6 separate regions of the Mus musculus genome follow, and regions 1, 2, 3, 5 and 6 are each linked to region 4. A link is a contact called in public HiChIP or PLAC-seq, capture Hi-C and promoter capture Hi-C data. All regions are on one chromosome and are shown on one strand. Each heading gives the region's core, a stretch centred on a gene start, on an enhancer-like site or on the middle of the called end of the contact. The rest is flanking DNA. Distances are from core to core; before and after follow the strand shown. Region 1 holds the start of H2aw (H2A.W histone). Region 2 holds the start of Fam114a2 (family with sequence similarity 114, member A2). Region 3 holds the start of Mrpl55 (mitochondrial ribosomal protein L55). Region 4 holds the start of Irgm2 (immunity-related GTPase family M member 2). Region 5 holds the start of Fam183b (family with sequence similarity 183, member B). Region 6 holds the start of 2810021J22Rik (RIKEN cDNA 2810021J22 gene).

Region 1 (4,381 bases), core at 902-3,401, 740 kb after region 4:
CTTAACCGATTCTCCACCGTCCCTGTGTCCTTTTTTTTTAAAAAAAAATACCGAGATAATTTAGTTGGCATGTTTAAATTTCAATAGACAATTCTGGAAGCAGCAAATAGTTAAATGTAATATACATGTAACTGTTGTTGGCAGAAGGAAAATAAGAGAGATATTTTCAAAGAGAATAATATGAAATATCTTTTTAAGAATTATTTTGACCTGACTTGTATTAAATTGATGAAGCAATAGGTATTTTCAAGAATGGTTTTAAAAAAATGATTTTTAAAAAAATTCCTGGTTTGTCATTTGTATCTTTGCAGTTACTTGAACTTCAGATAAAAATGCTTCAGATGCTAACTTTAAAACACATGATGCTATCAAAAACCCTTTTCTGTGGACCAAGCTGGAAAGCAGAAGGTGGCACAGCTACTGTAGGAAGTTCAAGCAGAGATAGCCTCCCCTCAAATGCCAAATGTCAAATGCCTGAGTCCAGATGAGAGGGGCTCCCTTTGACAACTTGGTAAAAAAATAAAATGTACGTAGTATTCCCTGCTGGTGACTATAGGATTCTCAATATGTCTCGTAACAACTCAAATAATTATCACGAATCCTCTTTTCATAAATAAAAGCCAAACCAAGGAAAGTGGTGATCTTTCCACAGGTAAAATTCCCTGCCCAAACGTTCTCCATAAAAATGACATTCTCCCCAGTGTAGGGGAATGCCAGGGCCAGGAAGCAGGCAGGAGTGGGTGGGTTGGTGAGCAGGGGAAGGAGGAGGAAATAGGGTGTTTTCGGAGGGGAAACCAGAAAGGGAGATAGGATTTGAAATGTAAATAAAGAAAATATCTAATAAAAAAATTTTTAATGACGTTCTCCAAATAAATGCTGAGTGTGGATTATTCTTTTACTAATGCTTCACAGAAAATTATGCAGCTTTAGGGGAACAACTCTTGCTCAAAACAACGGAACTCTTTCCCACCTCCCATCCCCTAACCACTGAAACTGCTTGCTGGCAGCTCAGGCTAATTACATCCTAGCTCCTGCACACAGGCTTTGCGGTGTGCCGCCCCTCCCCCCGCCCCGTTTCCAGCATACTGCTAGTGCAGGGTTTATTGACATGATATAATGTCAGAATAGTTTTCAGGGGCTAAAGACGCCTCTCTATTCCAGAAAAGGATGGAAAGGGTGCTAAAGGGAACACAGATTCAGAGGCCACCAAGGGGGCCCACATCCAGAATACCACCTCACTGTGACCTCGCCCACCGAAACTTCAGGCTTGGGGAGAGGACTCACGCCCCTTGCCTGCTCCTGCAGCTGTCGTTCACACTCTACGCTTAGGAAGGGCAAAGCAGCCATACCCCCACATTTCTCGCTCAAAAATCGGACTTGGCCGCACCCAGTGTCAGGGAACGCCTCGGGCGCGTGGCAATCGTCAGTGGCCCGCACTGTGTTCAAGACCCTTTTAACGACTGTATGGGTGGCTCTGAAAAGAGCCTTTGAATTGAGGGCACCCTCGCCGCGCCTCACTTGGAGCTGGTGTATTTGGTGACTGCCTTGGTGCCCTCGGACACAGCATGCTTGGCCAGCTCCCCGGGCAGCAGCAGGCGCACGGCTGTCTGCACCTCGCGGGACGTGATGGTCGAGCGCTTGTTGTAATGCGCCAGGCGGGAGGCCTCGCTGGCGATGCGCTCGAAGATGTCATTGACGAACGAGTTCATGATGCCCATGGCCTTAGACGAGATGCCGGTGTCCGGATGCACCTGCTTCAGCACCTTGTACACGTAGATGGAGTAGCTCTCCTTGCGGCCCCGTTTGCGTTTCTTGCCATCCTTTTTCTGCGCCTTGGTGACCGCCTTTTTGGAGCCTTTCTTGGGGGCTGGAGCTGATTTGGATGGATCAGGCATAATGTCTAGTTGTACTACGGAAACGCGGACGCCCCTGTAGCAAGAATATTTGTATGCCTTGCATTCAAATGAAGGATCAGGCATCACTCCCTTTGATTGAATACAATTTTACATTACGTCATCGCGGGGTAAGGCATATGCAAATTAGGAAGGCTCCGCGTTCTTTTCTGATTGGTTCTTGTTGGCATCCAATAGGAAGGTGCAGTCTAGCCTCCCTCCTGATCATATATAAGAGCTTGCTGGCGCTTACGAATTCGTTTTCGCTAGGTTTCTTTTCTGTTTTTGCGTACTTTTGGTTATCAGTGGAAGATGTCTGGTCGTGGCAAGCAGGGCGGCAAAGCTCGTGCAAAAGCGAAGTCTCGTTCTTCCCGTGCCGGCCTGCAGTTTCCAGTGGGCCGTGTGCACCGCCTTCTCCGTAAGGGTAATTATTCGGAGCGGGTCGGCGCTGGTGCCCCGGTGTACCTGGCGGCTGTGCTAGAATATCTGACTGCTGAGATCCTGGAATTGGCTGGTAATGCGGCCCGCGACAATAAGAAGACGCGAATCATCCCGCGCCACCTGCAGTTGGCCATCCGCAACGACGAGGAGCTCAACAAGCTGCTGGGCCGCGTGACCATCGCGCAGGGCGGCGTCCTGCCCAACATCCAGGCCGTGCTACTGCCCAAGAAGACCGAGAGCCACCACAAGGCCAAGGGCAAGTGAGGCCCCTACCGGTCGTTAGTGCGACTTTTACAGACACCAAAGGCTCTTTTCAGAGCCACCCACAACCTCATTAGAAAGCGCTGTACACTGAGCCTGTCGCCAGTTACTGGCCAGGCCAGTTCTCCTGACTCCTTCCGTGCATTCCTGCATCCCTGTGCGGCGCTTGGGGAGCTCAAGGGAGACCAACGGCTTCATCTGCGGGTGGCCTGCGGGCCGTTGGAGGCGTTCGAGTTTCTCCCCACCACTCCGTGTCAGACACAAGGTTGCAGTTAACGTTCGTGTTTGGACATTAAGGGGATACTTAATAATAGAAATTAGTATAAGGTTCTGGTTTAGATGCTAGTGTTTCTATTGAAACTGGGTTAAATTGACATGTTCAAGTCTTCCAGTTAGGACGGGGTTTTCAAAGGTTTCTGAGGGGAGACTTGGTATTTCAAATCTACTTGTTTATATAAATGTTCTGTTACAAGGCGATTTACAACTTTGGAGTTTTGCTGGTTTCCTTTGTGGGGGTGGGGAGCCGGTCTCTAGGCTGCTTCAGCCTGCTTAGTGGTAGGATTACAGATGAGCATGGTGGTCCTGCAGGCCTTTGGAACTGGTTAATCGGATCCACTTAAGTAGCTTAACCTTGGGGAGCAAAGTGATTTGTCAGGTTCTGGTTAAACTAGGTGTGAGAGTACAGCAGTGTCCTTTGTCATAAAGTTTAAAGCAGCATCATACTAAGGACATGCTTTTATAGATGATTGTGACTTCTTTAAGCAGCATGACGAATGGTTGAGTTACAGGTAAATCAGGAGCGTGGTTGGGAAAGGGAGAGGAGGGGGTTAAATGAGTTACCTTTAAATCGTTTTAAATGGCACAGAATTGGGCCTCTTCCCTGTTAACTGCTGTACACTATTTAAAATTTAACAATACAGGCCACGAAGACAGTTATATAATGTTTATTATATAATTTATATAGACTGTACTGAAACTGGATCTGTTCAAGCCTGGGCTCCTCAGACACCGTCTGTAACTACAGAGCTGCTCATAAAATACCAACGTCTTAAAGCCATTTGTCTAAGGATAAGCAATTTTCCTTAACGGTGAGTCTTAACAGAGTGATCAATAGACTGCGTATAGATTATACATCTGCAAATGGGTGGTCTCAGTAAAACAAAGCCAGAGGGTTGGACCTCCAGAGATCTTTATGTTCTTTTAGTTAGAATCTCTAGTTCTAGTTTTAGTTTGTATGTGTTCATAGGTCATTGTAGCTGCTCAAACGCTTGAGTGGAGGTTAAACTTTTTAGGAATTGGGTTATGTTAGCATTTATTTAATGGTGTTATAGAGGCATCGTGGAGGGAGGTGTACTAGGGTAGTTTCTCATCTCTTCTAAGGCTGCTGTCAAATGCACAACCACTACCCAAAAGGAATATTTAATTTCCATTTAGGTAAAATGTAATGTAAAGACGCAGCTCATAAGTTGCCCTGTCATATGTGGCTAGTGAATAACTAGAGAGCACAGATTCTGAGTGTGTCTACAAAATTAAAGGAAGTTCCAATCATAGCAGCTGTGATCTAGGATCTGGTCATCTGGATTATCATTTCCAGATGGGAAGTACCAATGTGAAAAGAGAATGTTCACTGGATTCAAGCACTCCATGATCCATTCCTAGGTATATGCCCAATAAAATAAGAGTACGTGTATAACATAAGCTACACAGGCGGAGGAACAGTTATCAGTCATGAAACCTAAAAGGTAGAGGAAACCCAAATATTCATCAGCTGAGGAACAGCACAAAAC
Region 2 (4,897 bases), core at 853-3,352, 700 kb before region 4:
ATGATTCATAAAGTGTACCTAGAGCAGTGATCACAAACTGGAAGTCTGTTAGCTAACTACAACTTACAGGGGTTTTTAATTAGTCCACACTGTTTAAACCTTTTTTTTAATTAGTTGCTAACATTTAAAGTCTCATCTTCCATAGAAACAAAATGACATTTCTAGGTCCCCTTGTAAAAGATAATGCAACAGGGACACTTAAGTAGGTAAGACCTATCTGGTGCCAAATGGCTGCTGAATCCTTTCGCATTTGAACAGCATTCTCTCATACTCTAGTATCTCCAAATTTATAGTATTCTTTTATAGTAATCCAATTAGACCATGCATGCATCTGTGTTTGTAATGTCTACCTTAAATATGCTTAAGATTTTAACGAATGAAAATGCCAATGAGATAAAGAAAAGTTCAGGCTTATGACAGTCAATCTCAGTTGCCAAACTGATATGCCTAGAACCACCAGAGAGTCCTCTGGGCACATCTGTGGAGACTGTCCTGCTGAGGTTAACAGACTCGGGAAGACCCATCTACTGTGGGTGGCACAATGACAAAGGCTGGGATCCTGGAAGGTGTCAAAAGGAGAAGCCAGCTGATGGCAAGCATTCCCTGCTCTCGGCTTCTAGACTGTGGGTGCAAAGTGACCAGTTTCCTACGTGACCTTCCTGCCACTGGACAAGCGAACTGTGACTCAGAATAAGATCGCCTTCCTTGTTTCTGTCTGGGTATCTTATCACAGCAACAGGAAGGTAAACAAACAAAGGGTATGGAGACAGCACAGAAGAAAGGTCAGGGAGCCATGATATAATCCCCTAGAGTCATGTCTCTATTAGGGAAGAAGCAAGGGTGACAGGCTAGAAAGGTAGACCAAGAATATGCTGCCTAGTGTTCTCCCTCCTCTCCTCTTCTTTTTCTGCTGCCATCTTGTCTCTCCCTCCCAATAAAACCTCTTCCACGTGAAAAAAAAAAAAAAAAAAGGTGTTGCCTAGACTCTATGGGTACACGATATGCATATATTAAACTGTCCCAAAAACTCATAGAAAAAAAAAATTCCATACACAAGTACCAATTGCCATGCAAACTAACTCAGAAAAATAGAAAAATAACTCGTTTAACTTATTCATGGCAAGAACCTTTTGCATATGGACCCAGTTCTGGAGACAGAGAAGATATGTAAGGCAATTTCTGCCCCTGTCAGTCCAAAGGCTGATCTAACAAAAAGACACCGACATGCTTGCCCAAAGTTCAGAAGGTGTTCTTGCAGCTGTATAGACACTGTTTTAGAGCTACCTTTTTCTTCTTTCTCCGAGTTACAACATATAATATATAGTCTCTCGATTTGCTCTATGTAAGCAAATAGAACGCACATATTGCATACGTTCATTTAAATTTTATGAAACTAGAACATTCCGATTAGTAAACTCCAGCTGTCCCTATTATTTCACTTGCACAATAGAGATTTTAATAAGCATCGAGGACGTGCCAAGAGTTTAGGCTGAGTCAGGAGACAAGATTCGTGAGTGGTGATGTCCCTCTCCACCGTTCCTATAAGTAAGATTAAACACATACCAGACATACGGAATTGTACTATTTAATGTTTTCCGGGTATGGTTTTTCCTGATTGGAGGAGAACAATCCAGGTGACTGGAGAAGTCAAACAAGGCGCCTCACAGTCGAGACACAAATATGCCCAGAGCACACGCGTGACCATCGCCTTTACCCGGAGGCGGCGTGGCTGGCGTGGCTGACTAGCTGGAAGCCGAGCCTGGGGTCAGCGCTGCCGCCGGTCCGTGCGACAGGGAGCCCCAGCTGCAGGCTGCGGCGACTCCCCAGCTAACGTGGCGGGTCTCTCGTCTCCGCACGTCCGCACGCAGGTCCCACCCCCAGGCCTCAGGTAAACAAGCTCTCCAGCCCTTCGGCCGGCAAGCCCACCAAACATGGCTGGAAGCGTTGCAGCCCCTCAACCCGTGACCCCGAGACCCCCCAGCCTTCGCCGCCCTCACCCGGAAGCCCCACAACCCCGACACCGCCCCTCACCGCGGCCACCGCCGCTCGCTCGCCGATCCGACCCGACCGTCGCGGAAGTACTCCTGACCTCAGCGCGGAGGCGGGGTCGCCGTCGAGGAGTACTTCCGGGTCAAGCATCCTCTAGGGCGGAAGGCGCTGACTGCAGAGAGGTGAGTGAATCCGCTGCTCCGGTGGCTTCCTGAGAGGTAAAGGATGCTTGAAGCTGGACACGGGGGATGCCAGGATGTCCGCCCTCCGTGAAGGCTGGGTGTGGGTGTCGGGGTTCCGCCATGAGGTATTTCCAGAATACTCGAGGGCCAGCGACGATCCGGGACACAAACTGGGAATTCAGGGCGGGCCCTGCTCTCAGCTCACTGCAAAGGTGGTGAGGAAGGGAGACCACCACCATCAAAACAACGGAATCTGAGGGGGTAGTTAAGTGCTTTCGTCCAAGTTTAAATGCGGTGATGGAACGGAACTGAGTGAGGAAGTGAGAAGGGGGAAGCCTGCCTGTAGGGAGGAGGAGTAGAGGTTTTGAATAAATAGTAAAGGGAGACGGGGGGGGGGGGGGGGGGCGGAGAACTTGGGCACTGGGTCTTTGTGAGGTCGGTGACCAGGCGTTTGACTTAAAATTTGGAACTCGATGGGAAGTAATTGATAGTTTCTAAGCAGGAGAGTGATATGCTTTTGATTTGTAATTTTAGATGTGCAGTGCATCGCTTCATTTGTCCCTGGGCAGTTTATCCAAGAAGACATTAAGCAAAATTGTGTTAAAATATGGGGTGGGGGGGGCACCTGAAACCCTAAAGACTTGCTTTCGAGTGTCTCGCTGTTGTGTTGTGTTGGTGTATAGCTAAGTGGGAGTGCGTTTGCCTGTCATGTGCAAGACCCTGGGTTTGATCCTGAGCACAAAAAAAAAAAAAAAAAAAAAAAAAAAAAAAAAGGAACAGATTCCCCTCCTCTGTTCAATCCCTTACATCAGTGTTCAGATGTAACTGCCACTTCCTAAAACCCTTCAAATGTTTGACTTTACTTTCAATAGTAATTCTTTACATTTCCGTATGCTGATATTCTCTACGACCTTACTAAATGCCTGTTCCTTTGAAGATTTGCAAGTTCAAGGCTAGCCTTGGCTACATTGTGAACTCTAGGCCAGCCAGAGCTAAGTAACCACATCCTGTCACAAACAAAAACGTCTGGTCCAACAAATAAACCAGAAAAAAGATTTCTTCTGGTTTTCTTTTGTAAAGGAAAAATGTATAGGAATGTATCTTGGGCCACTAGTAACTGTCTTGTCTTTTACATGTTGCCATTAGTATTATAGTGACAATTCTGAAAAATTTTGGTCTTAGAGTCCATTGCACTTAAACTTACCAAGAATTTTGAAGAGTTTTGTTTAAATAGATTACTACTGCCAGTACATTCCATTTAAGAAATCAAAACTACTCTCAAAAAAAGAAGTAGCTTTAAAATGGTAAGTCACTAAATGATAACTGACATTTCTATAAAGATTATTTTCCAGGTGAAGTACTGGCACAGGTCTGTGATCCCAGCATTTAGCAGATGGAGGTACAGGCAGGAGGGGAGCTCAAGTTTACCTTGGAGTGCAAATTCGAGGCCAGCCTGGACTACATGAGACCTTTCTCAGAAACACAGTTTCTCTAATTTCTCATGGGAAGCTGTTACTGGGGAAAGGAAATGATAAGCAAAAGGAACAACTAGAACCAGAATGTGAGGTTGAAGACAGTTTAGAGACAGTAGAGAGTAAGACACACGTAACTGAAGCTTTGTGTGGGGACTGGAAACATTGTATGATTCTAGGCAAAGAAGGGGATGATAATGGAATCAGCATCCAGATATGGAAACTAAGCGGCCTCGAGCACATCAGAGCAAGTGATAAAGGTGCAACTTAAGACCATACCAAATTACAAACTATTTCAGGCAGTTTGTGCACGTGTGCACTGTTCCTACATATTGAACTCCCAGAGTGTTACAACTGCTATCTGAAGTTTTAAGCTTATCTCCTAAATAGTGAGAAGTCTCCTAATAGATTTTGTTTTTCTTTGAAAGACAGTATTTGGATATATCACAAGCGGTTAGATTGGATTTAAATAAGTGTGGTACCCAGATGGGGTAAAAGGACTGTGATCTAGGCAGATACAGTAGGACCTAACTGGAAAGTATCTTAAAAAGTGTAATAATGACAATAGCATGTATTTGTAATGTACCTACATCCATGCATGCTTCCAGACATTCCAGGATTGTTACCGTTACTAACCCCATTCAGTAGATGTGAAAACAAAGGCTTTTCCAGACTGGGCTTCACTCAGAACAAGGACCAGGTACGTGTAACTCCAGAGCCCATTCTTCTGACCACTAAATTATATAATCCTATAATTTTGGCGTTACAAAACTGGAAGGCTTCAGTGGATTCCCTCTAAGCTGTGTATGGGGTTACCGTGATGGGCTTTATCTACTGAGTTAAAGATACAGTGGCAACTTCCTTAATTTCAGACTACAGAGGAAAGAAAATGAGGTGGGAAGGTCCTGAATCTAAGCCCGTTTCTCAGACATCCTGCCACCCGCTTCCAGTCACTGCTGTGCCAAAAAAGGATACAAGTCAGATACTGGCATTTAGACAAAGCTCTAAAAAGGATGGTTTCTTAGGAGTTTATTTCTGGGAAGAGGCACCATAACCAAAGCATAAAGGACAACATTTAATTGGCTCTGGCTTAGTTTCAGAAATTCAGTCCATTATGGCGGGAAGCGTGGCAGCATACAGGCAGACATGGTGCTGGAGGAGCTAAGAGTTCTACAGCTAAACAGGAGACTGGAATTCCACACTGGGTGGGGCTTGAGCATAGGAGACCTCAAAGCCCACCCCTCCAGTGACACA
Region 3 (4,793 bases), core at 886-3,385, 990 kb after region 4:
ACTACACCTGAGCTCTAAGCAACCCTCATTATAACACCGCTGACTTAAAGACATCAAAGAAGCCACACTGTCCTTATGAAGAAGTTCTTCCTCCTCCGCCTTTTCTGGCTGAAAGCTGTCAGTTAAAAAATGGCCTTTTGGGCTGGAGAGATGGCTCAGCAGTTAAGAGCACTGACTGTTCTTGCAAAGGTCCTGAGTTCAAATCCCAGCAACCACATGGTGGCTCACAACCATCCGCTAACGAGATCTGACATCCTCTTTTGGTGTGTCTGAAGACAGCTCCTGTGTACCTACATATAATAATAAATAAATCCTTGGGCCAGAGCAAGCTGGGTTGGAGCGAACAGAGGTCCTAGTTCAAGTTCCAGCAAGGACATGATGGCTCACAACCATCTATACAGCTATAGTGTACTCATAAATAAATAAATAAATCTTAAAAACAAAAAGGGCCTTTTATGTGGGGCATGGTAGCTCACACCTTTAATCCCAGCATTTGGGAGGCAGAGAGAGGTGTATCTCTAAGTTCCAGGTCAGCCTGGTCTACACAATGAGTTCCATGACAACCAGAGATACATAGTGAGACCGTCTCAAAAAACAAAAATAAACAAAAATAGATAAATAAGTGGCTCTATTCTTTTCTCCCTCCACTCTCCAACCTGCAACATATTTAAGACAAAAATTTCTTTATTATCACTGTATTCGAAGATATTTCCGGTCCCCTTAACTGGGACAACAGACAGAACCTCAAACAGTGAAAATGAGTCTCAAGACTTAGTGATCGATTCAGTGGAGAAAGGAAGACACATCTGAGGTCTCAGAGCCTCATAGACTCAAAGCAAACCCACCACCAGGTGTGTGATGCCCCCATCACCTGTCCCCCAAACTGAGTACCCTCTGCTGGAACTCGCTGACCTAATACATCACTTTCAGCAGCACCCAGAGGACTCCCTGCCATCTGCCCTGACAGGACGACTCAACAAGAGGACTGCTTACAAGAGAAGCAGAAAAGTTTACCAGCCCTTCCTTCAGACAATGCCAATGCCACTCCTCAGCCTTTGCCAGAGCTCACTGGCTGATAGATCACCTGACTTTGTAAGGTGGCTAGAGAGTCCTCTTCGGAAATTCTATAGGCACCAGCTTACCGTCGCAAGAGTTCCCTGCTTTCTGGTGCCTGATAACGACATTTGCAGGCCATTATGTGAGATGAGCTCCAGAGGCTGGCTGCCAGGCTGCAAAAAAACAAAAAAGCAACAAACAAACAAACAAACCCACTTCTCCTTGTGTCCCTTGTAGACCCCCGACTACATGCTGGATAGCCCTAGGAGGAGACAGGGAACTAAATTGATCAGTGCAACCCAAGAGGGACGATGGTAAAAGACAAGTAACTCAGGAAAAAGCAGAAATGGGGAAGGAAAAAGATCTGCCACAATGTCGCCAGGGGCGAAATGTGGCAACGTCCTCTAAAGGCAGCACATAAGTAAGTTTGTGTAGTCATCCTGAGAAACTTTGTGGAGAGTCCTGCAGCTTGCACAGCAGCGCACCTCCAGGGCTTACAATAAACCGCTGCCATAAGCTCAAAACGGCGGAGAGCTTCAGGACCACTCACGAGACACTAGTGGGGTCCTTGAAAGTCCTGTGCTCTTTGGTTCTGAAGAGCCGACTGTTCTCTAAAGATATTCCTCACGAGTGACTCCAACTCCTTCACCTTAGCTGTTTTGCCAACCCAACTTGGCACTTGGATGTTCCACCGCGAACCCAAGACAAGCCATGTACCTGCGGAAAGGGGTCACGGGCGACTATCAGATCCGGAGCAAACCTTGAGAACAACCAGGCATGGAAACTTAGGGACCGCCCAGCGGTGCATAGCAATGCTGTCTGGCTTCCGTCCAGGCACTGCACAGCGTTGTGCTGCCTGCACCCCAGAAAGTCACAGAATTCCGACGGCCTCCCGCCCACACTCTCTGGCCTTGGGTAGTCCGTCGACCTAGCCTACTTCAGTTTCGCCACCCGCAGCGACGCCAGAACCTGGACAACTAACCAGAAACCCCACCCCCACCCCACCACGAGAGCTGGCTCCAACCACGCCCACCTGGCCTTACTCCGCCCTTAATGGGGACGGCCGCCCTGCGCTCCGTGGCGTCATCACCGCGCGCCGCGGGCGCCTTCAGGACATCTGGGTTATGGTGAAGGATTATCATCTACAGTGACGGGACGGGTTCCCTGTGTGGCCCTGCGTGGCTCGGCCTCAGTTTCCCACCTATCGAGTAAAGTTCTGCACGGCGGGTCTACGAGGTCTCTCCCACGCTAAGGTAGCGGCTGCAGGTTGGCGTTTCTTGGGTGCCGGCAGCAACCGGCCCCAACACTGAGGGGTAAATGGGAGAGCGACTTGCGCGTCGGGTGGATAAAATGGGAGGGGACGTCTGCACAGACGACCCCGGGTCTAGTCGACGTGGCTAGAGAGGATAAGGACCCGAACTTGGGACATTGACCAGCGGGATCACCTCTTTCGAGGCAGTGGTACCCTACCCTGCGGTTCCCTCCTTAGGTGGGAACTTTCTAATCTCTGCGCACGCCCACAGGTTCTATCTTGCTGAGTGTGGGACGCTCTACTTCTACCTGCCGGACCACTTCTGGCATTGAAAGTAGCTTCTTTTCCCGTTTGTAAGCGGAGTTTATAATAGTCTTCTCACAGTATTGCTATGGAAACTAAAAGGATGTTAAAAAGAAAGTGAACCAAGCACTCCACACTTACCCCGCACAAGAGGGTTGTGGTTCCATAAACTTCTGGAATTGGGTGGGCCTCTGTCCCATTGAAAACTGCCTCAGTCTTTTAAGGATAGAACCCTGGTAGCTGCTGTAAAAAGCCTCCAAAAGGACTTTCTAATCTGAGGCCAGAGGGCTAGTAGGATAAACTGGCAAGTGACACACACCCAATCTCTTTTTTTTTTTTTTTTTTTTTTTTGATTTTTCAAGACAGGGTTTCTCTGTATAGCTCTGGCTGTCCTGGAACTCACTCTGTAGACCAGGCTGGCCTCGAACTCAGAAATCCACCTGCCTCTGCCTCCCAAGTGCTGGGATTAAAGGCATGCGCCACCATGCCTGGCCTACACCCAATCTTCTTTATTGAAGAATCCAAACCACATATTGAAGATAACTTTTTTTAAATTGAGTCTGTATTGAACATAAGGGTTTTTTGTTTTCTAAACAAAACAGGTGAAAAAAACGGTTATATGGTGTTTGTAAACCCTTAGGTTCACTTCAGTTTTGTTTTTTTTTAATTAATTAATTTATTTATTATTTGTAAGTACACTGTAGCTGTCTTCAGACTCCACAGAAGAGGGCATCAGATCTCATTACGGATGGTTGTGAGCCACCATGTGGTTGCTGGGAATTGAACTCAGGACCTCTGGAAGAGCAGTCAGTGCTCCCAACCCCTGAGCCATCTCACAAGCCCTCACTTCAGTTTTCTTAGATTTTTTTTGTTTTGTTTTGTTTTTTTGAGACAGTCTCAAGTAAGACAGCCTAACCTTTAACTCCCTGTTTAACAAGATATCCTTGAATTCCTGACCTCCTGCTTCTGACTCTTGAGCGTTGGAAATACAAGCATGCACTTCCACACCCGGCTTTGTATTCTTTCAGGAGTATTTGAACAGGTGTACAGGTCATATAAATACCATGCTATTGTACAACAGAAAGCTTGACAATCTGTCAGTTGGATAACCAGAGATGCACTTGGGTCTGACTTAGCCACAGGCCAGGATTTTAGGACAATAATCAAATGAGGGGGAAAACTGGTTTTTGTTGTTGTTTCCCTTGCCTAGCAGGGCCTACGTCGGGGCCAGTGACTGTTTCCTCCTGCCATCAAAGTGCTAAGAAAAAACAATGCCTTTGGCCATTCTGCTTAGGTAAGCATAACATTCCAGTCCCTTCAGGGACTCCCCAAGACACCCTGCCCTCTCCAGGAAGGGGCTGGTATCTCTCTCATCAGTGTTGGAAGGCCCGTTGTTCCCTGAGTCCTCCATTATACTCTTCTTTGACTCTGCTAGTGTAGTTCAATGGAGGTCCTTAAATGCAAGCCGTCAATCATTGCTAGATAGTTTCTGGGCAGGTCTCTGTCATAGCCTGACAGTGGCTGGCTAGCCTGGCATTTGGTGCCATCTGCTGCACTACCATCTATCAACCAGTGCCTGCACGTCTGTCCGTAGCCTGCTGAGGCATTGTGGTGTGAGAGCAGCCTTACCTACACCCCGCCACCTACACACATCCCCTTGGAGAGCTGACTGCAGCAGGGCTTCACTCACTCGACTGCGCCGCCAAGCCTATGCTCGCCTCTACCCTGTGCTCTTGGTCAAGCAGGACGGCTCCACTATCCATATCCGATACCGGGAGCCACGACGCATGCTGGCGGTAAGCTTCCTTCAGTAGGTACTTGCTGAGCCATAGTGGTAGGGCCCAAGGCCAGGACTTGGGAGTGGAGTTGCTTATGTAGGTACAGTCCTTTTACTATAGTGCAGGAGGAAGGGAACAGGTTGTTGGTGGGATTTACACCAAAAACTCCAGTCACTAAAATTAAAACAAACAAATTGGTACTTTCTTTTCTGGATTTTGTTCTTGTTTTATTGATACAGGGTCTTATGAATACACAGCTGAAGCTGACCTTGACCTAATATTTCAACCTCTTTTAAGTGCTCAGATATAGGCCTATCTCACCATACCAGGCTTAACAAGTCTGGTTTGTTTTTTTTTTAAACAAAACAAAACACCAATCTAGACAGGGTGTAATCTAATTAGTA
Region 4 (4,420 bases), core at 1,705-4,204:
TTTTCCTTGATCACTAATCTATCCCAAGTCTATTTCTCTTCTTAGTGCAATATATGAAAGCTCATTGCATTCCACATTATGCCTCCTTTAGTTACTATTCTGTGAGGAGGGGGATATTCTATTCTTGATTCTAAGTTTATTACATCTTTCTGGCAAAACAACTAAAACCATCTTCTTAAACTTTGTTCTTCAAATTATTTGAGTCAAATTAGGAACTCTATAAAGTCATTAATTCATCTGAACAGCATTAATTCATGAAAGTTCATCTTCGTGTTGATCTGCAAGAAATCTGCCCAATAGGGTGGGCTATCACCCAGGAAGTAATCACACCAGCTGTAGGCTGCGAAGATGTTCTGGTGTCCATTCACACCAAGTCAGATAAATGAGGTGTATGGCAGTGACCTCCACGAGGCAGCACATCAGTAGCAAGAAGCAATCCTGGGATGAAGTCTCTGGGCTGTGCCTCACCAGAGCACACTCATCAGAGCTGAGTAAGATGGTGGGCCATCTCCAGGGAGCCCATTCGTCCACTGCAGCTCTTCCTGCATGGCATCCGCCAACATACATTTTAAAAAGAATTATTATTTTATTTCTGCATACATATCTGTGTATGATATGGGGGTGAAGGTGGGGGTGGCAGATGCCTGCAGAGGAATTATTGGAATTATAGGCAGGTGTGAGCTGCCTGACATGGTTGCTGAGCCCTGGACTCAGGTTCTCTGGAAGAGTAGGTAAGTGCTCTTCCTTCTGAGGTATTTCTCCAGTCGCCTCCAATCCCAGGTAAAGGAGTAGTGTGTGTGTGTGTGTGTGTGTGTGTGTGTGTGTGTGTGTGTACTCGTATCCCAGCCCTAATAATAACACACATCAGATGCAAAAATTAGTAACATTCACTGTGAAGCATCCCCAAGTGCATGGTCACACCCATCTGCTGCTCCCAGAATGGACTGAGGATGTGAGATCTGTGGAGCTGTTACAGAGCTCTTAGGGCGCTCACAGGCAGTAGTAACCACTGCCGTCTCCAGCCTCTGCGTTTAATATATTCTGCTGACTCGGTTGACCTACTCTGGGCCCAAGACACGTGCATAGAGGTCAACTACTTGGGTAGGTGTGAGGCAGGAGCTGCTGACCTGCATAATAAGCATGGGGGAGGATCCCAGACCCTCCGTGCTGGGCTGGGTGCTCCAGAGCCTGTGCTGTCCTGGAAAGGGGAAACCAGGTGTCCTGGCTGGTTTTGTGTGCCAACTTGACACAAGCTGGAATTATCACAGAGAAATGAGCCCCCCTTGAGGGATGCCTCCATGAGATCCAGCTGTAAGGCATTTTCTCAATTAGTGATCAAGGGGGAAAGGCCCCTTGTGGGTGGTGCTATCCCTGGGCTGGTGGTCCTGGGTTCTATAAGAAAGCAAGTTGAGCAAGCCAGGGGAAGCAAGCCAGTAAGTAACATCCCTCCATGGCCCCTGCATCATCTCCTGCTTCATGCCCTGCTTGAGTTCCAGTCCTGACATCCTTTGGTGATGAACAGCAATGTGGAAGTGTAAGCTAAAAAAACCCTTTCCTCCCCAACTTGCTTCTTGGTCATGATGTCTGTGCAGGAATAGAAACCCTGACTAAAAAAAACAGCAGGCATCAAGCAGGTAACAGCACCTTGGGACAGTGCAGCTGTCTTGTAGAGACCAACCCAGGCTGAGGACTGGAGGGGAGGAGGATGTTGTGTGGCCCTGGGAAGCACTTCTCCACCTGTTGGAACATCAAGGCAGGAGTTTGGAGGAGCTCAGAGCAGCCCAGACACTGAAGAGTGAGGGAAGAGGAAGTCAGGGACCGATAGAAGGTAGGCTTGCCACACATGGTCCACAGGATATCCTCGGGATCTGACATTGATGGGTTCTTTAATGAGCCTTGCCCTGAAACCCCCAGACCTGTTCTGACTGTGGTGTGAAATACGGACACCAGCTTAATAGTTACAGGCCTCTACTCCCAAGGTCATCAATAACACAGGGCAAGCCAGGTACTGTGTCTCCTGAACTCTGAGGAATCACGAGTGAGAAGAGACCACACTGGAGATAGGGTAAGATGACAGGGTAGATTAGAAGGGCTCCCTGGTAGGAGGGATCGAGAGAACTAGTGAACAAGGGGAGCAGCTACAAGGAGCAGCCTTGTGAAGGGTCTGCTGCTCTTGAGAGGTCCACTAAGAACCCTGGGAAAGAAACATTTCAGTTCCCCGGGGAAGCACACTGGGATCCTCAGAGGAAGCCACTGACAATAAGCCTAGATCAGTGCCGACCCTGACTCAGTCTGGAGCTGAGTTAGATCTTGGGACACATGGCTGGAGAAGATACCAAGACCAGAGCTGAGCTCCTGTCTGAACTTCTTCAAGGTCTCACCAAATATAATGAAACTAACCTAGTAACCAATAAAAATTGTACTAATGTCACTGCTTTGCCCCTTACTGATCATAGTAGAGGTTACCTAACGCTTCTGAAAATTTCCCCTGCGTTAAAGCCCCTCAGGCTGCCGCCATTTTGATGAATGGTTGACCTCAGAATGCTGGTAATTTCTGCAGAATACACTGACTTTTCTTTTATATACTATTTGAGTCGGGGGTCTTCCTTCGGCGATCCTCAAACCCTATCACTCCCATAGTTCTGGAACGCACTGGATCTGAAGATGAGCGTCTCCCAGGGTTAGGTGCTATCATCTGAGCACTAGGGGCTCCGGGAAGGGAGGTAGCAGGGTCAGTCCAGGCAGCTCTGACCGAAGTCTGAATGGCAGGCTTCACGGGCAGACTTCTGACCTCCCCAACTGGCCAGCGGCCGACAGAGTTCCTCCCCCCTCTGAAGAAGAACTTGGCCTCTGAGTGCTAACTCCCGAAAACTAGCCATTTCCAGGAACTGAAACTGAAAGCTGTTCGGGCACCAGGCCCCGCCCCTTGGGGAGGAGGCAGGCAGGGCTCACGCCTAGAAGTTGGGGACTTACATCTGGGCCAACATAGATAGAGCAGGGTCTGAGAGGAAACCTAGGAGCTCAGGCTGCCCTTCAGCTGCTCCTGCCTCTTCTAATCGCTCTTCCCCACAGGACCCTGCCCCACCACACTTCTCTCTCTCCTGACCGTCCTGAGCCTGGATTGCAGTTTTGTAAGGCTTCTGAGCAGGTAGGTGAGGGGCTCCTGCTTGGCCTATAAACCTGCTCAGGGCAGGGGAGTCTGGGGTCAGGTGTTCCTCTGGGGCACCCTGTGCAGGAGGCACCCTCCTGCACTGTCTTCAGGATCGGAGTGCCTGGTGTCTGGCTGAATCAAGTCCTTCCAATTCACCAGAGAGAAGCAGTGTGCTTCTTTTTTTACCTGGGTATCCCTGGGTTTGTGGGTCTTCTGAGGGGGCCTAGTTAAGAGAAAACAGGTGGGATTTTACTCAGTCTCTCAGTTATTGGCCAGAGTCCAGGATCAGAACCTCTCCCGGGTATCTGGATGTCCCGGGACTATGTAAACACAGTGCTCTTTATTCGGAGCAGATAGAGACTGGAACTTGAAAGATGGAGTTTCTAAGGAAACTTTTTGTATAGTTCTCAGCTCAATTATTTTAAAAGATATTTATTTAGTGTGTGTGTCTGTGTGTCTGTGGCAATCAGAGGACAACTTGCAGACCTGATTCTCTCCTTCCACAATCGAACTCACATCATCAGGTTTGGTGGCAAGTGTGTTTACTTGGTAAGCCGTCTCACGGGCCCTTTTAAAACAAACAAACCAAACCAACCAACCAACCAACCAACCAACCAAAACCAAAATCTAAAAACCAAAAACACCAAAAAATAAAGAAATTAAAATAAAATTAAATTTAAAAAATTAAAACCAAGACAAAACCAGTTCAAATATTTCATCCGCTTTAGAAAATCTGGCACACCACAGGCACCCACCCAGCTCAGTCCTTCATAGATAATTACGGTGGGGGCGGGGGGACGCTTTAAACACCACCTACCAAAAGCATGCTGGGTCCAAGGCTGTTCCCACTGACCATGGGGTGGATCACCACCCTTTCCTGGAATCAGTAGCACCCGGAAATTCCCTGTGTCCCCACAATGGTGAAGTGATAAAGAACAAGGTAGGATTGAGGGTCCAATAGGGTCTGTGTTCACAAAAGTTTTTGACAGCTCAGATCCACAGCTAGTTTAGGCTGTTCCCCACATCTCTGGAAGCCCCTCTCATGGAGCCTCAGAGTTGCTGGATGAGGGAAGAACTGTGTGGAGTACTTGATAGGCAATCTCTTCCTAAGTGTGAGTTTTCAATGTTTGCATAGTTGAGCTCGGTGAGGTGGCTCACACTTGTAAAGCATTGGACGTAGGAATTGGGGGCAGAAGATTCAGTTTAAGTTTCCATGGCGAGTCTTAGACTAGCATGGGCTAATTTTACTCACATATTAGACTCCGATTT
Region 5 (5,042 bases), core at 2,047-4,546, 590 kb after region 4:
CCAAGACATGGGCTTCCTGGTAATTGTGTGAACTAGAAAAAAAAAAAAATACAAGCAGCACAGTTGACATTAGCAGGTGACATCTGTCCTAAACTCACCTGCAACCAGGTCCCCCTGCTTAGCATTCACTGAGGAGTTTGACATATGCCAGTAACTGTACTAGACACTAAGGAGCAAGACCTTACAGCAAGCATGTCACTAGTACCATAGCCAGGAGTGTCTATTGGACCTGAGATGACCAAAATGAAGCACAGCTAATAGTCAATTCATAGCACAGGGACACTCTCCAAGTGTCCCAGGTGGATACTGGCTTCTAGTTTCCAGCATGGAAAACCATTCCCTGGTCCGTGCTGGTTGGCAGAGAAGCAAATATACCTGAAGGCCAGTTCCCAAGAACCAGAAGGGATGGACACACAGAAGTCCATTGATAGGAAGAACTGAGCCCATATCCTCCACTTCCTGGTACTGATGGGAACACTGCAGACAGGCATGCTCTAGGAACCTTCTACGCGTGTTGACTGACAGCACATCAACATGGGATAACACGTGAGGGAGAGCCTGAGAGCAAGCTCCATGCTTAGAGGTGATGGATGGCATGGGTGTGTGGTGAGTATCCCAAGGAGATGCTTGTGAGTCCTGAATGAAGGAGTTGGGGTCCACTGTGTGAGAACACGTGGGAAGATGAGTGACAGGGGATGCTGGAGAGGAGGAGGGAGCTGGTGAAGAGCAACGGGAATGAGCAAGGAGATGGGATCCAGTTTGTCTTGGACCTCATTGGCCATTTTCCTCCCAGCCACACATCCCGACACCTAAGATATGCATTTGTGTCACTCTCTTTGCCATGTCCAGTATATTAGCAAAATCCTTATGGAGGACAGCAAGCACCAACACACTGCAGTGAATTCCCATTTTATTCCAGTGGACCCAGGGAGTCTGGGCCAGGAGACAGCAGTGTCTGAGAAAGCTGTCATCTTAAGTCTTAGAATGGACAATGTTTAAACAGAGCTGGAGAATAGTCCTCCTGACGTTAGTGGTCAGGGATCCTGGTGAAAACTAGGTTACAGACGGGCAAAGTGAAGTCTCCGCACTTTCTGCAGACAGCCAGGCTGCTGTGCACTATGGCTAAGGAGGGGCAGACACTGGGGACAAGGAACACGTACATATAGGAGATGGTCTGACACGTTTAGAAAATCTATTTCTACAGAAATGAAAGGAGGAAGGACTGTGGGGGCGGGGTCTGCTACAGAGCAGAGTGGGAACTAGGGCTTTACTGAAGGATCTTGGGTAGCATGGGATGGATGCGACTCCATGTAGGTGTTCAGAATGGGTGGAGCTGGATAGGAACCAGAGCCAGAACCAATAGAACCTTACAGGCTGGTGGGTTGAAATTCTGCTCAGAAACTGCAGGAGGCAACTAAAATGTTTACAAAGTGACTAGTCCTCTCTGGTCTTTTAATATATGTAGCAAAAATAGGAGTGGGGCGTGGGGGAGGGGGTGGGTGGAAGGTTGCTGCTTGGAGGAGAGTAGCTTAGAGTCCCTCAGACTATCTCAAACCCTTGTGGGGCTTCAAACACTCTATTAGAAAGTGAATGGCCAGGGAGCTCTGGGGGTACTGGTTAGTTCATATTGTTGGTCCTCCTATGGGGCTGCAAACCCCTTCAGCTCCTTAGGTACTTTCTCTAGCTCCTTCCTTGGGGACCCTGTGCTCCATCATCTAATGGATGACTGTGAGCATTCACTTCTGTATTTGTCAGGCACTGGCAGAACCTCTCATGCAACAGCTATATCAGGTTCCTGTCAGCAAGCTCTTCTTGGCATCTGCAATAGTGTCTGGGTTTGGTAGTTGTTTGTGGGATGGATCCCCAGGTGGGGCAGTCTCTGGATGGCCATGCCTTCAGTCTCTGCTCCGAACTTTGTCTCTGTAACTCCTTCCATGGGTATTTTGTTCCCCCCTTCTAAGAAGGATGGAAGTATCCACACTTTGGTCTTCCTTCTTCTTGAGTTTCATGTGTTTTGCAAATTGTATCTTGGGTATTCTGATCAAAGAAAACACATGGAGGGACTCGTGGTTCTAGCTGCATATGCAGCAGAGGATGGCCTAGTCGGTCATTAATGGGATGAGAGGCCCTTGGTCCTGTAAAGGTTCTATGCCCCAGTATAAGGGACTGCCAGGGCCAGGAAGCAGACGTGGGTGGGTGGGGAGCAGGGGGAAAGGGGGAAGGATAGGGGATTTATGGAGGGGAAATTAGGAAAGGGGATAGCATCTGAAATGTAAATAAAGAAAATATCTAAAAGAAAAGAAAAGAAAAGAAAAGAAAAGAAAAGAAAAGAAAAGAAAAGAAAAGAAAAGAAAAAAAGAAAAGGAAAGAAGGTGAATGGCCTAAATGGATAGAAGGTCTGTGTGTGCATTCTGACCTTTTACTGGGCTGTGCAGATGTTAATTGGGAGAAGTGTGGGATGGCGGTGACCAGCATGTGCAATGAGGTGAAGTGGTATCCGAATAACTGCTTACACAGGATGATTAAACCAGGCCAGCATTGCAGCAGAGGATGGGAGAGATTCACCCAGCTGCTCCAGAGAAGGCAGCTGGGAGGTGGTGGGACACATAAGTCTGTTTCAGGCCCAGAAGCATTTTCACAGAGCTCTGTGAAGTCCCAGAGGAGGGAAGCCATGGGAGGCCAGGGGGAGGGGTGACTTTGCTGGGGTCAGGGTGAGGAGGATGGTCAAGCTCTGCACCTGGTAGCCCACCACTTCTAAGTCTTAAGGAGGGCTGTAGCAAAAAAATCAAAGCAATAATAACAAACCATACAAAGACAAACCCCTTTGGGTATATTAGGAAGAGACCAAACTACTAACAAAAAGCAGACATTAAAAACCCTGGGCAATTGTTTGAAAAGCAAAACTACCCCATTAATCATCTCTCTTTATTCTACATCTAAAATGTTTAATTCTGGATGCATTTTAATGTATCTCTTGTGCCTGGGGTGACAAGGGGAGCGATTCCCTCAAAGCTTAGCTGTCTGAACTCTAAAGAGATAACCTGAGGCAGAGGACACGTGCTCTCCCACCCCTCCCAACCCTCTTGGGCCAGCTCACCCTTGCGCAGGGGATTCACGTGATACTGCGTGTACAGCTTCTGTGCCCGTAGCTCTTTGAGAAAGAGTTCCCGCAAGATCTGATTCTGGTGAACTTCATCCTGATTCTTCATCTGCCCCACACGTCCTGCCATGGCCATGTTTTTGCTCTGAGAAGTCAAGCTATCTGCCCTGCCCTTACCAGGAGAAAGGTCGTCTTCTACAGTTTCCAGGCAACGGATGTTCCTCTTGTGTTCAGGCCACAGCGTCCTTTCTGTCTCTAGGCAACAGCGCCCAGGCTCGGAGCACCACCTGCCCAGAAAGCCTTTCCCTGGCTTCTGTCCACTCCACCCCTCCCAGCTCTCAGGCTGCTGGTATCTATTAGGCCTCCTCCAATGTCCTCAGACCCAGATTCAGCCTCTGGATCTAGAGTCACCCCTGTGTCCTGTGCGCTGCTAGGAAAGAGCTGCCTTTCTTTGGACCACCCAGGAAGAAGAGGCTGAAACGTGCACCTCAGCATGACTGGTCGCTTCCTAGAGATGATTTGGGGAGGGGCCAGAGCCAATAGGTTTGAAAGTAGGTGCTCAGAATTAAAATAAACAAAAACCACCTCTAACACACACATGCACACTGGTGGGTGGGGAAACAGAAAGTAAAATAATCTGACTGGTACACGGAAACAAACAGGACCACTACCCTTCCTAACCTAAGTAATTTGACATCTTAATGATTTATTTCATTATTTTTACAACACTAGGGGTTGAACTCAGCGCTTCTGCATGCTGCGAAGCTGCTTCAGCCCTGAGCGCTATCTCCAGCCCTTCCCTTCTTATTTTAAGACAGGACCACACTAAGTTGCCCAGGCAGAGGTTGGACTTGCAATCCTCCTGCCTCCGCCTGCTGAGTTGCTGGGATAATAGGCCTGCCCCACCAGACCCAACTACTTTCAATGATTGGTTGTGGTAAAATGCACATCTTCTAAGATCTCCTGTCTTCGATATTCTCAAGCATCCGGTCCAGCTGCATGAAGTAGGGGCATAGTGTGAAACCCAGCTCTAAAACTCACCCTTAGGCAACTGTCCTCTGACACCCCACTCAACTGACAACCACCACCTTTCTTTTTATTCCTATGTTCAACCCCTAAGCATCTTCTATAACATGATTTATTTTTAAATAGCCATAAGTAACCTACAGTAGGGAAAGGATCCACCCTGGCTTTGATGAGCAGATAAACACAGATGCTAAAACGTGTGATCTTTTATCCATTCACTCATTTATGACCCAGAATGTTCGATGTGTGATAGACAGTATTGCACTCGTTAGGTGTGCGGCCATTGCTGCCCAATCCCCCACATCTATAGAAGACATCATAGTTTTTTTCTCTCGGCTTTTCTCCTCAGCCTGCTGGGCTCTTTGCCTCTTGGATACCCCACATTTATGTGAGCTCACATGCAATCGCTTTTCAAAAGCCTTAGCAGGCTGTAGAGTCCTTCTCTGTTGGTGCTTTATTGCAAACTTAGTTACTTCACTAAATGTACTTGTTTATGCCTAAGCTACCTAAGGTGAGACACATCCTCCTCCCGCCTCTCCCCTCCCCCCACCCTCACACCACATTCCCAGTCCCCAGCACAGTAGAGGCAGGTATGTGTTTGGTGTTTTGTGTGTGACTGGGTGTCTGCAGTTCTGTTTGCTTGCATCATTATATTATATAGTCCCTTAGAACATTCAGATGATTGTATCACACTGGTTTAAGTAGATCAATGCATTGCCCTTGTGACCCATGCCTGGCCCCTGTGTTCCAAGCAAGGCTAAAAACAGCCTCTTGGAGTCTTCACTGACTTCCTGAAAGTAAGAAGAAATAAAGTCTTCCAAGCAACATGGTTTGTTTGAGGAAAATTTATAAGATTTCGCTTGTACTCCATCCATACAGTGTCCTTTACCCTGAACTATTAGCCTAGCATCTGGGA
Region 6 (4,823 bases), core at 2,092-4,591, 650 kb after region 4:
TACATTACTGTGAGAAAACACCCAAGGAAATCAACTTAGGGAGAAACACTGATTTTTGCCGCAGGTTTGCAAAAGATCCAATTGATGGTTGACTGTCTTTTACATTTATAGCAAGGCAGTAATTGTGGAGGGAGGCATGCCAGAGGTATGTTTTCACATCTTGGAAGCTGAAAGCAAAGAGGAGACAAACCTAAGAAAGGCTAAAGGAAGATGGGGCTTCAAAGCCACATATTTGGTGCTGTTTCCAAACTCTGAGGCTTGCCTTCCACAGATGTGCCAAGTACCAGTTGTCTTCACACAGTCTGTGGGTACATTAAATCATTTATGGGGGGGGGCGTGGATGTGGAGATGTTCAGTGGGGCTCTCTGCCATTCCTATCCCCACTTCTATCCTTGGGAAGAAAGGGGGCCTGTCCTGGGCTGTCCTGACCTCTTGTCTCTAGACCTCCATTCTTATTTCCAGCCCCTACTGTACTGGCTGGTTTTGTGTGTTAAATTGACACAAGCAAGAGTCATCAAAGAAGAAGTGCCTCCGTGAGATCCAGCTGTAAGACATTTTCTCAATTAGTGATCAATCAGGGAGGGTTCAGCCTATTGTGAGTGGTCCCATCCCTGGCCTGGTAGTCCTGAGTTCTATAAGAAAGCAGGCTGGTCAAGACATGAGAAGCAAGGCAGTAAACAGCATCCCTCCATGGCCTCTGCATCAGCTTCTGCCTCCGGGTTCCTGCCTTGCTTGAGCTCTTGTCCTGACTTCCTCCAATGATAACCTATAATCTGGAAGTATAAATTGAATAAACCCTTTCCAGGCCCCCACCCTCAAAACAAAAAGCATTTATGCCAAAGCCTTCACAATTGACAGGGCCTAGAAATACCAGATACAGAAGGTGTTGATCTCTCACATAAAACTGACAAGATTACACTGAGAAACCTGTCTGTGTTCATTGCTTTCAAGATGAGAATGAAGGCTGCAGAGATGGCTCAGTGGTTAAGAGCACATATTGCTCTTGCCTAGGGCCTGAGTTTAGTCCCCAGCATCCACACTGGGTGGCACACTATACCTCCACTCTAGAGGGATCCAGTCCTTTCGCCTCACACTCAGCCATGTGCACATACCCCACCCGGTCCATGCACTCACACATCAGTGCAGACATCTAAGTACCTTCATAAGCCAGGAGTGGTGGTGACACACACCTTTAAACCCAGCATTTGGGAGGCAGAGGCAGATGAAGCTCTGTGAATTGAAAGCTAGCCTGGTCTATACAGGGAGTTCCAGGACATCTAGAGCTAAATAATAAATGCAATCTCAAAACAAAACAAACAAAAAAGAATTGTAGCTTTGAGACTAGAGAAATGGCTCAGTGGCTAAGAGCTCTTACAGAGGACTCAGGGTTGGTTCCTATATTTAATGGCTCAAAATTGCCTGTAACTCCAATTCTAAGGGATCTAATGCCTCCGTGGGTACTGGATGCAGGTGATGCACACAGAGGCAAACAGGCATATATAGACATAAATTTAAAGAAAAGAATGTAAGCTCTGAACTGGAGATAGGGCTCAGCAATTAAGAGCAATGCCGCTCTTCCAATGACGACCTGAGTTCAATTCCCAGTACTCACTTTGAATTGCTGACAACCCATAACTCCAGTTCTGAGGGTGGGGAGAGACTCAAATGGATGCCTCCAGCCTCTTTGAGTACCTTATGCATATGCACATATCCTATCACACACATAATTAATAAAACATTTTTTAAAATTATAGATTCAATGTATGCACATCTTGACTACAAACAGAGGAATTAAAAATAATATATATGGATAGACAGGGTAGGGAATGGACTAAAGCAATAAAGTTTAAAGATGCATAAGTACTTGTTGAAGCTGTAAAACATCTATTATGGTTTTGTGTGTATATTTTTCTGTAATGAAATATGCATGCATATGTAAAATATACATATATTTATAAAAAGCAAGTGTGGTGGTAAATGCCTATAATCCCAGAACATGGCTCAAGCCTAATAGCCCTGTGAAGGCTGGAGGATCAGCTCAGCGTTACCTTCAATGTTTTCTGCAGCCACATACTGAATCTGAAACCAGTCTGGGCTGTGTGAAATGTCTCAAAAGCAAACAGACGGAGTTGACAGTGTCAGCGCCTAAGAACTTCATTACTGGGTCAGGTGAGTAGCTCAAAGTTAGAATGCTGTTCAAGGATTGCAAAGCTCTGGATTTCATATCTACCCATCGACAGTGTTTCCTATTAAAGAGCAGGGACTGGAGGGGTAGCTCAGTGGTTAAGAACACTTGTTGCTTTTGAGGAGGACAGGGCTTCAGTTCCCAGCACCCACATGGCTATTTATATAACTATGTTTTGCTACAGTTCTGGGGCATTTTGGCACCTTCTTCTGACCTCCTCTGGCACCAGACTTGCAAATGGTACAATTACAGACATACAGGCAAAACACTTACACACATAAAATATAAGTCTTAAAAACAAGAGCCGGGCATGGTGGTGCACGCCTTTAACCCCAGCACTCGGGAGACAGAGGCAGGCTGATTTCTGAGTTCAAGGCCAGCCTGGTCTACAAAGTGAGTTCCAGGACAGCCAGGGCTAGACAGAGAAACCCTGTCTCGAAAAAAAAAAAAAAAAAGGCAAGGCCAAAGTTACTGAGAGCATGGTAGAGGCTAAATAGGTAGTTTATGTATGAGTGTTTTGCCTGCCTGTATGTCTGTCCATAGGTGTGTAATGCCCTTAGAGTTGAGAGAATTCTTGATTCCCCTCACCCCTAAGTGGGTGCTGGTTGTGAGCTGCCATGTAGGTGCTGGAAATTGAACCTGGATGCTCTGGAAGAATAGTGCTCTTAACCGCTGAGCCATGTCTCCAGCCACACTAGAATGAATTTATTTATTTATCTATCTATCTATCTATCTATCTATCTATCTATCTATCTATTTATTTATTTATTTATTTATTTATTTATATTCTCCGCGCCCCGCTCCTTTCTCTCCTCTCTGTCTCCTTTTCTTTCCCGTTTGAATCAGGGTCTCTGCCTGGAACTCAGAGATCCGTTCACCTCAGTACTGGGATTAAAGGTATGTGCCACCACGCCCACCCAGCTAAAACTTTTTTTTTCTTTTGGCATAAAGCAGTTGTTTCTGGGTTTGGCCTCACAAAGCATCCACTTTAGAGCTTCGATGTATTCCAAATGCAACGATGTCACTAACGAGTGACCGGGATGCCCTAAACTGTATATGCCCCCAAGGCGGTTTCACAGGTTCTGAACTCCGGACGGCTCCCGCGAACTTCCGGTCTATTTCCGGCGTCGCCATCTTGCTTCCGGTTTCCGAGGGGGTTGGATTGTGGCCTCAGTCCTGTGCCAGCCTGTCTGGGCGTCTGTGTGCAGTCAGACACCTGCCTTCTGGTGAGTACCGCTGGCTTCTGCCTGCAGGGGCGGGCGCCGTGCGCTGTGCAAATGGTGCGATCCGGGGAGCCCTGCGCGGGGCTGAGTTCCCAGTCTCTGTCGCCCTCGGTCCTTGATGCTGCAAGGAGACTTGTCTTCAGCCGTATCTCGTCTCCTCCTCCTCCTCCTGACCCCAGTGCCACAACTGCCGTGTCTAGTGTCCCGTTGTCTGGCAGTGACAGTCCTAGATCCTGGAGCAGCCCGACGTGTGGGGTGAACCTGTGCTGGGGCATCCCCTGGCCTCTCCCTTATCTGGAAGGCTCCTGTGTGTATTGGCTTCTGTGGAGAGTGCACGGTAATTGCACAGACTTTTTACTGCAGCAAGAACAAATGTCTGCTCGCCTCAGGTGGGCCCTTGGGGATGACCAAGGAAAGGACTCCACCACAGCCCAGCTTGGTTCTCCAGTGAGTTTGTTGGACTTATACAGAGAGAATGGATGACTCCCAGACCACCACGTCCTAACCCAGTATAGATGCTGACCTCATGGAGCCCCACATTCAGCTAACTTGTAATTTCCTGCATACTCTAGCTCACTAGGAAGGTGAGAAGTGTCATGGGCGATAATGGTTGGAATCCCAGATGAAGGTCCTTAGCTCCACTCCTCTTCTACCTAAGAGTGTAACAGTTACCACTAGATTTGTATAACTTGAGCTCCATGACCACTAGACCTGTGTTACTTGCAGTTTATTGCAGTACCTCGTGGAGTCATTGTTACAGACTTCTGGTCAGGCTCAGCTCCAAGATGGAGAGAGGCGATAGTGTTGTGCCCAGAGGGAAGCCACAAGTACAGTGGTAAGCTGTGGAGCGTGCTGCTTTGCACAGTGTGATTGCATTACTTGTAGAAACATGCAATGTCCCTGCGATTCCTGGATCCTGTGGCTCTTGTACTTTTAGTTTCTTTGAGGAGCCTTGATTAAAATTTCGATGTATGAACAGGGCATGGTAACACAGAACTATATAACCATAGCCCGCTAGCATGAGAGACCTCATTTGAAAACTATACTTTTGTCCCACTGAGGCCCTGCTGGCCAGAGCACATGAAAAGGCAGAGCTAATGGGCATTGTGGGAGGGAGCGACACCATCTGTAAACACCACAGGCAGGCACCGCTTCAACAGTATTTCCAAGGTAGTGCAATAAATCAGGGCCATGTTCATTTAAATGTACAGTCCTGGACTGAAAGCTTAGATTGCACAAAGCATTTTGTCCGTGAAACTTAAATATGTGAACCAGGAGCTGTGGATGGAGTCCTGTGTGGTACCTCTGCACTGACGGGAAATAGGAAACCCTGTTCAAGTGTTTTCTGTAATTCCTGCATCACGTTCATGATTCACGCCATGCCCGTTAAACACCCATTCCTACAGCACTGCGGT

The links. Promoter capture Hi-C pulls out the DNA fragments that hold promoters and counts their contacts. HiChIP or PLAC-seq counts read pairs in DNA pulled down with a chosen protein or histone mark. Capture Hi-C pulls out chosen DNA fragments and counts their contacts.
Region 1: a capture Hi-C map of macrophages shows a contact between it and region 4, with 10 times the contacts expected there. The contact joins the promoter of H2aw here to the promoter of Irgm2 in region 4. A contact is called at or near these places in 4 of 39 promoter capture datasets (embryonic stem cells, erythroid cells, hematopoietic stem and progenitor cells and 1 more), 2 of 484 Hi-C or Micro-C datasets (CD4 T cells and Th1 cells), 3 of 115 datasets of contacts at active chromatin or transcription factors (CD4 single positive thymocytes, bone marrow-derived macrophages and thymic regulatory T cells) and 1 of 9 other capture datasets (macrophages).
Region 2: a promoter capture Hi-C map of liver shows a contact between it and region 4, with 2.1 times the contacts expected there. The contact joins the promoter of Fam114a2 here to the promoter of Irgm2 in region 4. A contact is called at or near these places in 2 of 39 promoter capture datasets (embryonic stem cells and pre-B cells), 1 of 484 Hi-C or Micro-C datasets (B cells), 2 of 115 datasets of contacts at active chromatin or transcription factors (embryonic hindbrain and thymic regulatory T cells) and 2 of 9 other capture datasets (adipose tissue and liver).
Region 3: a contact with region 4 is called in a promoter capture Hi-C map of embryonic stem cells, with 4 times the contacts expected there. The contact joins the promoter of Mrpl55 here to the promoter of Irgm2 in region 4. A contact is called at or near these places in 2 of 39 promoter capture datasets (embryonic stem cells and hippocampal neurons) and 1 of 115 datasets of contacts at active chromatin or transcription factors (thymic regulatory T cells).
Region 5: a contact with region 4 is called in an H3K4me3 HiChIP or PLAC-seq map of the SCID.adh cell line, with 5 times the contacts expected there. The contact joins the promoter of Fam183b here to the promoter of Irgm2 in region 4. A contact is called at or near these places in 2 of 39 promoter capture datasets (cranial neural crest and hippocampal neurons) and 1 of 115 datasets of contacts at active chromatin or transcription factors (the SCID.adh cell line).
Region 6: a contact with region 4 is called in an H3K27ac HiChIP or PLAC-seq map of embryonic stem cells, with 4 times the contacts expected there. The contact joins the promoter of 2810021J22Rik here to the promoter of Irgm2 in region 4. A contact is called at or near these places in 4 of 39 promoter capture datasets (embryonic stem cells, hematopoietic stem and progenitor cells, hippocampal neurons and 1 more) and 2 of 115 datasets of contacts at active chromatin or transcription factors (bone marrow-derived macrophages and embryonic stem cells).

What each region holds. Positions count from the first base shown.
Region 1 is chr11:58,952,534-58,956,914 of GRCm38.p6, forward strand. H2aw (H2A.W histone) reads left to right here and starts at 2,152. Exons shown (of 1, transcript NM_178218.4): 1 at 2,152-2,659. The coding sequence starts at 2,205. The coding sequence ends at 2,597. It also overlaps the pseudogene H2bu1-ps and a transcript of Trim17 not described here.
Region 2 is chr11:57,516,542-57,521,438 of GRCm38.p6, forward strand. It overlaps Fam114a2 (family with sequence similarity 114, member A2), which reads right to left and starts at 2,103. Exons shown (of 14, transcript NM_026342.3): 1 at 2,032-2,103. It overlaps Mfap3 (microfibrillar-associated protein 3), which reads left to right and starts at 2,124. Exons shown (of 3, transcript NM_180599.1): 1 at 2,124-2,171.
Region 3 is chr11:59,200,351-59,205,143 of GRCm38.p6, forward strand. Mrpl55 (mitochondrial ribosomal protein L55) reads left to right here and starts at 2,136. Exons shown (of 4, transcript NM_001302336.2): 1 at 2,136-2,309; 2 at 3,822-3,905; 3 at 4,206-4,407. The coding sequence starts at 3,883. It overlaps 2610507I01Rik (RIKEN cDNA 2610507I01 gene), which reads right to left and starts at 2,081. Exons shown (of 3, transcript NR_037964.1): 1 at 1,774-2,081; 2 at 1,143-1,229.
Region 4 is chr11:58,212,023-58,216,442 of GRCm38.p6, forward strand. Irgm2 (immunity-related GTPase family M member 2) reads left to right here and starts at 2,955. Exons shown (of 2, transcript NM_019440.3): 1 at 2,955-3,148.
Region 5 is chr11:58,798,664-58,803,705 of GRCm38.p6, forward strand. It overlaps Fam183b (family with sequence similarity 183, member B), which reads right to left and starts at 3,297. Exons shown (of 4, transcript NM_029283.3): 1 at 3,098-3,297; 2 at 1-32. The coding sequence starts at 3,230.
Region 6 is chr11:58,863,899-58,868,721 of GRCm38.p6, forward strand. It overlaps 2810021J22Rik (RIKEN cDNA 2810021J22 gene), which reads left to right and starts at 3,342. Exons shown (of 5, transcript NM_172403.2): 1 at 3,342-3,411.